Regions from separate parts of the Mus musculus genome. Here region 1 is linked to region 2. A link is a contact called in public Hi-C data. All regions are on one chromosome and are shown on one strand. Each heading gives the region's core, a stretch centred on a gene start, on an enhancer-like site or on the middle of the called end of the contact. The rest is flanking DNA. Distances are from core to core; before and after follow the strand shown.

Region 1 (4,711 bases), core at 2,184-4,683, 400 kb after region 2:
CACATTTTCCTCTCTTCAAATGGGCTTAGCGATACCAGTTGCGCCTGGTTGATGGGGCACTCTGTCATTCATCCCAGAGCTGCCATCCAGGTGTCTCTTGACCACCCACCAGATTCTAGCCCTGTTGTATGTTCAGCTCAGTTAGAGATACAGTAGCTAGGGAAGTCAGACTGATGAGTAATTTTATAGATTGTGGAACAGGACTCTTTCTGTGGTTTTAGTGTGTCTGCTGAAGCTGGGCTGGGGAGATGGTTCAGTTGATGGGGTGCCTGCCTGCAAACACGAGGACCTAAGTTTGGTCCCCAGAACACAGGTTAAAATAAAATAAAATAAAATAAACCGAAAAACAAAAGAAAGAGAGAAAGAAGAAGAAGAAGGAAAAAAGAAATGAAAAACCAGGCATGAAAGCATGTGTCTGTTAATTCCAGCACTGGGAAGGCAGAGGCAGATAAATCTCCCGGGCTTCTTAAACAGCTAGTCTAGTGGAATCAGTAAGTCCCAGGCCAGTGAGAGATCTTGATGGATGACCACTGAGGAATGACACTCAAGGGTGACCTCAGGCTACCACACATGTATGCAACCCCACATGAACATGCACGCGCGCACACACACACAAACATACACTGTCCACTCAAGTGACAGAGCCTAGAACAACAGGGCCTTCTGAAGAGAAGTATAGGACACAGTTAAGTAGAACAGGTCTTTTACCAACTACCTTGGTTCCTGCCCATAGGTGAAAAAGATGGAGTTAGCCACTGGGGCAAGAACTCTCTGGTCAACTTAGAAGCCGGGGTTCAGGTTTCCCTGAGCCTGAGGACACTCCTAATGCAGGCCACCATCTGGCAGAAGAGGAGATGCTATGACTGCTGTCTTTTTTTCTGGTGCTCGGGCAATCGATGGCTATTACAGATCTCCCCACCACCACAGATGCCAAGACACAGTAAGAGAGTTCTTGGCAGCTACTAATGTGCATCTTTAGAAACTGAGCAAGAACACATATGAAGAAACTCACATGCACTTCCTGATGGAGAATTGTAACTGTGGAACTTTGCTAGAATAGTCTACATGGTAGGGAAGTTAAGTAGCCACCTTACCATTGCCTGGCCTGGCAGGGACTGGAATGTCTCTTGGGGCAAGGAATGCAGGATTGCCAAGAGGTTGGTCAAAGATGACTTTGCTATGACAGTTTGGGGTGGAACACACACACACACACACACACACACCCAAAGAACCCACACATGCCTATGAATGAGCTGACCAATGCTTGGGCATCAGCTAAATAAGACTTTGTTACTCCTTTTCTGACACTTCCTGTGGAAACATGACCCTGGAGAGCCAGAGCGTGAAAGGGGAGTCTGAAGAACAGATCCGACCCCACCCACCCCACTTTCCCCACTATAGGGCCTGCAGCTTTTTCATGAGGATACAGTGGGGAGAGGAAGAGGATTAAATTAGATATGATCGTGATGGAATTGAATAGCTTTCAACTCTTTAGCTTCTAAAGTTGATCTTAGTTACAAAGGCTACTTAGTTACTTAGTTCTTGTATCTGGTAGAAATTGGCAAGCCAAGGACCCTGTCTGACATGTATTAAGTAAAGAAGAATGGAGCTAAAGAGAGCTGGTGGTGAAGAGCACTTGCTGTCCCTAGAGGTCCCTAGTTCCCAGCCACCTTGGGTGGCTCACAATCACCTGTAAGTCCGGCTCCAGGAGATCCTGTGTAACTGGCTTCCAAAGGACCCTGCACTCGTGTGCACACACCCATATGTAGACATATACACACACCTACACATAGCTGAAAATAATTTTTTAAAATATGTTTTAAAAGAGGAGGGAAGAACTGGGAGGTGGCACCGTATGCCTTTAATCCCAGTACTCAGGGGACAGACAAATCTCTGAGCTGAAGGCCATCCTGTCTTACAAAGGAGACAGCCAGAGCTAAACAGAGAAACTCTGTCTTGAGAAAAACCAAAACCAAAGAATAACAACAAAAACCAAACCAACCCAAGACAACAACAAAGCCCCAGGAAATGATTTCCCCTTGTAAGTGGGCAAGCTTGGGTATTTCCTCACAGGAATGGGAAGCGGAAGAACACACATGGCCACTGTAGGGGCCGATGTTTGCTCTGTGAGGTGAAATGAAGAGGTAGTCCTGAAGACCTCTTGGAGATGAATACTCTAGGTAGAGAGATGAGCCGTCACAATGCATCAAACATTTGCCAAGCAGAGACTGTGAGGGTACTGTGTAATGAATACCGAGCAGGAGTAAGTTCAGATCGGTCAGAAAACCAGCCGGGCAGGGAGGACTCCGTAGGCCAGTGTCAAATATTGAGACTTTCTAATCCAGTTAGGTATTACTTAGGATTCTGGGAAGGGAGGGGCTGGTATGGGAAGTTGTAATTGGTGCCTTTACAGGCTCTTTTATCCTGTCTGCTTAGGAGCCAGTAGGCTGTGAAAACACTTTCAGGAAAACCATATATGCCTAGCCTTTTAGGCTTTGGGGCATGGGACACAGGGAAGAAGGTTAATTTAGGTGGGAGGCAACGGACATCCCTGTCCCCTTCAATACAAGAAGGTGTGAGAACCCGGCCCAGCAGGGCTCAAAGGCTCATGCAGCCCCTTGGGGAAATTCTCCAAGGAATGAGGGGCGGTGGTAGGAGTTCAAAGAGTGGACTGTGGGCCAGAGGCCACTAGCCTGGGTTTTATTTCCATCTTTAGCAATACTCTCCTTTAGTCACCTTATTCAAGAGGCTCCATGCCTACCTTTGTAAAAAGAGAACAACTCTTCCAGCGGGCATCCACCATCACCATAGGCCCAGGTCAAGGCTTGGCGCCACAGGAAGCAGATTAAGATCTAGGCTCTAAGCAGGTTGGCAGAGTGTGTCGCTACAAAACACGGTGGCCAAGGGTGTGACCAGCTCCACCAGGGGGCGCGCGCCCCAAGTTGCCCTTCCCCATAGGCAACCGGCTCTTGGGAGCTGCCCCAGGGACACCTGCATTCTCGCCTAGCGCCCCCAGCGGTCAGAGGTGGAAGCAACGAGACCAGGCGCGCATGCCTCGGGCTCGGTCCCCATTACTCCGGTCTGGGTACCTTCCCCAGCTTCCTTCAGGCCCGAGAAGCAGTTCATCTGGGTCCGTGAGGTCAGGAACAGAAAATACATCCAGGACAGGTGGACAACTTGAGTTTGCCCAGGACAGGAAAAAGGCAGCTCAGGTGCGCTGGTCCAGGCAGACGCCATCTGTCTTTCCAGTCCCCGGGTCTGCCCTGTCGCCCGCAGCTCCTCACGGGTTAATCCCCTCGCCGCCCGCTCGCTTCTCGGTGCCAAAGAGGGTGTTGCTGGAATTCTTGTCTCCCGTAATAAGGGGGCCGAGCTGTCCCTCCAAGGAGGGGGGCATGGCGTGGATAAAAGAGGCGAAAAAGCAGGGGGCGGTTTCCAAAAATAAAACCCTTCGGTTCCCCTTCAGACGGCGGCAGTGCGGGAGCGAAGGTGCGGCAGGCTCGGGCTCGGTGCGCAGCCCGGGCAGCTCACGCCATACAGCCCTTACCTAGGAACCCCTGGACCCCCAAACGGCTGTTTCAGAGGTCCCCTAGACGGGAAGGGGCAAGTCGCCAGGCGGGTCTGTGGAGCGAACGATGGAAAGCACCTCCCCGCGAGGTCTCCGGTGCCCACAGCTCTGCAGCCACTCTGGCGCCATGAGAGCGCCGACCACCGCTCGCTGCTCCGGATGCATCCGACGGGTGCGTTGGAGGGGCTTCCTGCCACTTGTCCTGGCTGTCTTGATGGGGACAAGTCATGCCCAACGGGATTCCATAGGGAGATACGAACCAGCTAGCAGGGATGCGAATCGGTTGTGGCACCCCGTGGGCAGCCACCCCGCAGCGGCTGCAGCCAAGGTGTACAGTCTGTTCCGAGAGCCTGACGCGCCGGTCCCCGGCTTGTCGCCCTCTGAGTGGAACCAGCCGGCCCAGGGGAACCCTGGGAGGCTCGCAGAGGCCGAGGCCAGGAGGCCACCCCGAACCCAGCAGCTGCGTCGAGTCCAGCCACCTGTCCAGACTCGGAGAAGCCATCCCCGGGGCCAGCAGCAGATAGCAGCCAGGGCTGCACCTTCTGTCGCGCGCCTGGAAACCCCTCAGCGACCCGCGGCTGCACGGCGAGGGCGGCTCACCGGGTGAGCACTGAAGAGGGGATAGGGCTGGGGGCGGGGTGGAGCAAAGGGATGCGGGTATCCCGGACAGTTACGCCTTCAGTGGAGTGCGGGTCCTGTCCCTTTGTCCTCAGTAACTACTAGAGAAACCGCTCCGAGGTTCCGAAACCGGGGCTCGGACCAGCTTTCAAAAAGTTATTTTGGGGAAAATAAATCTACTATCTGTTCCCTTGGACACCAGTTCTCCCAGAACCCCGACGTTAAGCTCGTGTGCGTTTCTCACTCATTCTGTGCTGGGCTAACGAGCTGCAGTGGCTGGGTGGGCGCTCTGGGTTCTTGAGGCCCAGAGAAGGATAAACTGGCTCCGGGCGCCAGTAGGTGGAGGATCTGGGCGGGGGGGGGGGGGGGGGAGTGGGGACATCAGGGCGCGAAGACAGACGCATCTCCAGGAACGGGCTGACAGCGAAGCAGGCGCGCCAAGACAAGTGTATAGTCCGGGCTCAGGTCTGCTGGGACACGCAGAGGACTTAGGCAAGGGTTTAGGAGCTCTGTGAAAGAGAAGGCTGC
Region 2 (5,032 bases), core at 2,265-4,764:
CTCTTTTCCTGGAGGATTGACCCATACCTTCATTCCTGATGGGTCTGTGTCCTTTGTCATCCTGCTTGGATTAGGCTGTTGTAGTTTCCCATTGACTTTAATCACAGGACATGGTAGTACTAAGAGACGCCCTAAGGGATCTCCTACACTCCAGACATAATCTTGCTTACCACCATTGTGAAGAGGTAATCCAATTTCCCCATGGTAATCTGGATCTATCACCCCTCCTAACACTGTTATTCCTTTTTTAGCCTGTTGGTTTAAGGGCATAAGAAGCCCAAAATGACCAGGGGGAAGTCTGAGCTTCCAGTTCAATGGAATGTTTGTTGTAGCTCCTGGTAGGAGCACTCCCCCCTCTGGAGCCAAAACTTCTAAGCCAGCAGAACCTAGAGTTATGGGGACAGGAAGCAAAAATTTTCCTAGAGGGTCACTAGGAGTGATAGTAAGTGGAACTATTCCCTTTTCCACCCCTTGATTCCTGGACCCATGAATCCTGGCTATGGGTGAAACTGTACCATATATCGAGCGCTGATCCAAAGCATATACTGCCTTCTGAAGAACTCTACCCCAGCCTTCGAAGCTGTTACCACCTAATTGGCGTTGTAACTGCGTCTTCAAAAGGCCATTCCATCTTTCTATCAGCCCAGCTGCTTCAGGATGATGGGGAATGTGGTAAGACCAGTGAATTCCATGATCGTGGGCCCTCTGTCGTACTTCTCTGGCTGTGAAATGAGTTCCTTGGTCAGAAGCAATACTGTGTGGAATACCATGACGATAGATAAGGTATTCTGTCAGTCCGTTAATGTTGGTTTTAGCAGAGGCATTACGTGCAGGAAAGGCAAATCCATAACCAGAATAAGTATCTACTCCAGTAAGAACAAAACGTTGTCCTTTCCATGAAGGAAGTGGTCCAATGTAGTCAACCTGCCACCAGGTTGCTGGCTGGTCACCTCGAGGAATGGTGCCATATCTGGGGCTCAGTGTCGGTTTCTGCTGTTGGCAGATCTGGCAATCAGCAGCAGCTGTAGCCAGGTCAGCTTTGGTGAGTGGAAGCCCGTGTTGCTGAGCCCAAGCATAACCTCCATCTCGACCACCATGGCCACTTTGTTCATGTGCCCATTGAGCAATGACAGGGATGGCTGGAGAGAGAGGCTGACTGTCCACAGAACGGGTCATCTTATCCACTTGATTATTGAACTCCTCCTCGGCTGAAGTCACCTTTTGGTGAGCATTTACATGGGACACAAATATCTTCACATCCTTTGCCCATTTGGAGAGATCTATCCACATACTTCTTCCCCAGATGTCTTTCTCACCAATTTTCCAGTTGTGATCTTTCCAAGTCCCTGACCATCCAGCCAATCCATTGGCTACAGCTCATGAGTCAGTGAATTTTCGATAATCAACTGTCATTATATTGTCTCCAGCAGAAGGTGTAGCCCAGATTAAAGGTGTGTTCTGCCACACCTTTAATCCCAGATGAAAAGGCGTAGCCCAGATTAAAGGTGTGTTCCTTAAACTCGGAGATTCAATCTTCTGGAATCCATAGCCACTATGGCTTAAGATCTCCAAACCAAGATCCAGATAAGGATCTCCAAGCCTCAAGATAAGGGTCACTGGTGAGCCTTCCAATTCCGGATTGTAGTTCATTCCAAATATTGTCAAGTTGACAACCAGGAATAGCCACTACAATCCACCCCTTGTCAACTTGACACAAATAACATCTCATGTTCACATGAAACAATAACAAGGTTGTGAATACACCTAACATGATATAACTATCCCTCGTACAATTGCAAACGTATTTGTAAATTTACAATGGGGCATTCATATTACTTTATAATCCTCGTTTCTGCAACTGGTTACGTGGCCTTAATTGGTATTTATAACTACCTTCCTCTACTACCCATTCTGTATTTCCTTCACCTTCAGCCAGCACCTCAGCAGGTCTTGGCTCTTTTCCTGGAAGTATCTTAGGAATAAAATGTGGGCATGTATTCAAAAGGTTCCCCTAAGATCCTAATGTGCAGATGGTGTTTGAGAGCCCCTGGTTTCATCCCAGCTACTTTTGCCTCCTTGCCTATTGGTGCTACCGTATCATCACCCAAAATTGGAGAGTCAAAGTATTCTTAGGAGTGGACTTTGGACTGGCTGCCTGAAACTAAATCCATCACATTCTGGTTGGATTCTGGAACTTTGGAAGGATACTGTCTCCTCCACAAGCTCTTTCTCAGCCCTTCCCATCAGAATTAATCTCTCTGCTTCTCCCTAACACGTTCTGTTTCTGTTATAATGTTGGGCTGGTTCGTGGTGAGCTCTCAGAGTGAGTGAAATGAATTACCACGTTGCACATGATCTTGTCCGTTCTGTGCATGCACAGCTACGATAAAGAAATCTTTGAGGGCAACGATTATATCATCCGTCTTGTACACCATATGGTGTTCCATCCATTACACTACTCAGTGGGTCTGGAATCTATAGAGAAACTCACTTTAATTGAATTTTAGAGAAATTGCATCAGTCAAACACAATGTTTAGTGTTGTTTTCAAATATCGCCAAGGACACCATTCAGTACTGCTCCTCCTCCTCCCAGCAGGGAGGCTTTCTGACTTTGTTACAGGGGGAACTGGTGTAATGATAGATTTCCATAGCTACCACTGCTAACTATCTCACCTTGCCAAGTCTGCCAGCCTGACATATTACCACATGGGGCCCGGTGTTAGGAAATGATATGATACAGACAAGCAGTCGAAGAAGGGACAATAAACTCCACACACAATTTGCTTCATACACATTCTCGATCCTAAGGGTAGCTGAATTCCAATGCATACAAATCAAATCTCATTTTAGCAGTCCTCATCTAAAAACACCTTAGTAATTCTCTTTCTCTAAAAGCAAATGCATGCAATTTGGTTATTTTGCTCAGATTTATTGATTCTATTGAGATTCCTGAGCCATGAATAACTTGCCTGTGCTTTATTATTTATTTATCAATTTTTTTTTTTTTTTTTTTTTTTTTTTTTTTTTTTTACCTAAGGTAGACTCTGGATAGCAGCTTCCAAAACCCCAGATAGAATGACTTCACCGTGATGTCGTGTGCATTTATTGTCTTTTGCTACCAAGTCCAAATTATGCATGTCCCAGAATTGGAAGAGAACTGAAAGAAGGGAAAAAAAAAAAAAAAGGGCAGGCCAGATTCTATTAGTCACTGACTGTGCTAACAGCCCTAGGCACCCAGTAGGGTGAGTGGACATATTAAGTGTTTTGTCTATGACTTTCTTTACCCACGGGGAAATGACAAGAGGGGTACACTTAGTGGCAGAAGTGTGGTACAGGTTGGTCATTGTATGCAAAACCGGACTCTCCACTTAAAAAAATTAATCCCAGGATCTCTCCAAAACGTGACCCACTTGTCCTGAAGCCCCACCCTTGGGCGGGTTCTTGAACAAGGAGCCACCTCTGATTGGTTAAATCGCGGTGATGGGCGTGCAGGGCAGCGTTGGAGAAGCCGAGCTCTAAACTTCCGGAAGTGGCGGTTAACACGGCTCGGGCGGTTGATCTGAAGGTCTTCGGGGCTGTTCAGCGGCTCCTGGGGAAGCCCCAGAAACTCGAGCTTCCGCCGCTCGGATCATCCAAGTGTCAGTGGAGGGGATTTCGGGCCGCATGGGGATAGGATGGATGGCGGCTTCAGGGCTGCAAGGGCAGCGGGATGAGCAGGCGAAGGCTCCCCGACCAGGGGCTTGCGTTTACATCCACTTACTCCTTGCAGTTCCGGGACCCTGAGGTTCCGGAGAGGCCCCCATGGTATTGGAGGGCGGGTGCAGCCCTTTCTTAGGACGATGTCTCACCTTGCTGTCTCTGACAGGTTTGAGCATGGCAGAAGGGGACACCTTGGTCTCAGTGGATTACGAAATTTTTGGAAAGGTTCAAGGGGTGTTTTTCCGCAAGTACACTCAGGTATGTGGCTTAAGTGTCGGGGCGCATCACTAAGTGATGGACAGGAGGCCTGGTTCTGACCAATGGGAACTGGGAGAGTGGGAAGGGAGCACCTGGACACTCTCCTGACGGAGAATACCGCTAGCGCACCCTGTTGTACTGTCACCAAGCTAAGTCGCCTCTAAAAAGCTGCCATCAAGATAGAGAGGTGGCATTAGGTAGGCCGATCACAGAGTAACTTACATAATCGCCCATCATACCTACAAGTTTATTCCTCCAACTTCCTCTCAACACCTCAGTTTTGTTTTGTTTTGTTTTGTTTTGTTTTTCTTCCCATCATGGGACTCAGGGACATTGGCATGCTAAGCAAGCTGCACTGTACCAGCTAACAGCAAACTTGGCATCCTCTACCCCTGTTTCCCCATCACTAATCTCTCCAGTGCACAAGGGCAATCTCAATTTCCCTTCAGCAGAGTTGCCTTTCTGCTCACTATGGCCATCCTGATGGATGTGACAGAGTGTACCTCCTTGAGGAGTTTCATTGTTTTAGTTCAGGTATAAAGTATTTAAAACACCTCAAGTCATACAAGTCATGTTCTTCAGTCACCATAGAACTAAAGTACAAATAAGTAACAGAAAGAGAACTGTTATTAGCTATAATTCCATTTGGAAGATAATATTCCAAATTATCTGGAGTAGCACGTTTTTGTTAAATCACGGTAGAATATATGTACTGAAAACCTTACTATTTTAACCATTTGAAAACACACAATTCAGCAACCTTAAGTACGTTCATACATCCTTGTCTTATCACCAAGGAACAGTTGAAGAACCAACCCCTCACACATACACTTCCTTCTTTATCTCAAAAGGCTGAAGCTCTACCCACCAGCTCCTGTCTTCCCCTTCACCAGCCCCTGGTGGCCAGGATCCTGCATACCCATGTATGCATACGCGTGTTGAAGTCTGAGGACCAGTTACGGGAGTCCGTTCTCCCCTACCATGTAGATTCCAGGGATCAAACTCAGGTCACCGGGCTTGGTGGCAAGTGTGCGCCATCTTGCTGGATCTCTATAAATTTGACCGCTCTGGCTA

The links. A called contact is a pair of places that touch in the nucleus more often than the background predicts.
Region 1: a Hi-C map of embryonic stem cells shows a contact between it and region 2, with 2.9 times the contacts expected there. The contact joins the promoter of Ltbp2 here to the promoter of Acyp1 in region 2. A contact is called at or near these places in 14 of 39 promoter capture datasets (the 3T3-L1 cell line, the HPC-7 cell line, HPC-7-derived erythroid cells and 7 more), 1 of 15 datasets of contacts at CTCF or cohesin (embryonic stem cells), 10 of 484 Hi-C or Micro-C datasets (the Ba/F3 cell line, cortical neurons, embryonic stem cells and 1 more), 2 of 115 datasets of contacts at active chromatin or transcription factors (embryonic stem cells and stem cell-derived neural progenitor cells) and 1 of 9 other capture datasets (embryonic stem cells).

What each region holds. Positions count from the first base shown.
Region 1 is chr12:84,875,213-84,879,923 of GRCm38.p6, reverse strand. It overlaps Ltbp2 (latent transforming growth factor beta binding protein 2), which reads left to right and starts at 3,433. Exons shown (of 36, transcript NM_001370743.1): 1 at 3,433-4,168. The coding sequence starts at 3,693. D030025P21Rik (RIKEN cDNA D030025P21 gene) reads right to left here and starts at 4,122. Exons shown (of 1, transcript NR_028577.1): 1 at 169-4,122.
Region 2 is chr12:85,278,917-85,283,948 of GRCm38.p6, reverse strand. It overlaps Acyp1 (acylphosphatase 1, erythrocyte (common) type), which reads left to right and starts at 3,514. Exons shown (of 3, transcript NM_025421.3): 1 at 3,514-3,639; 2 at 3,867-3,958. The coding sequence starts at 3,875. It also overlaps a transcript of Zc2hc1c not described here.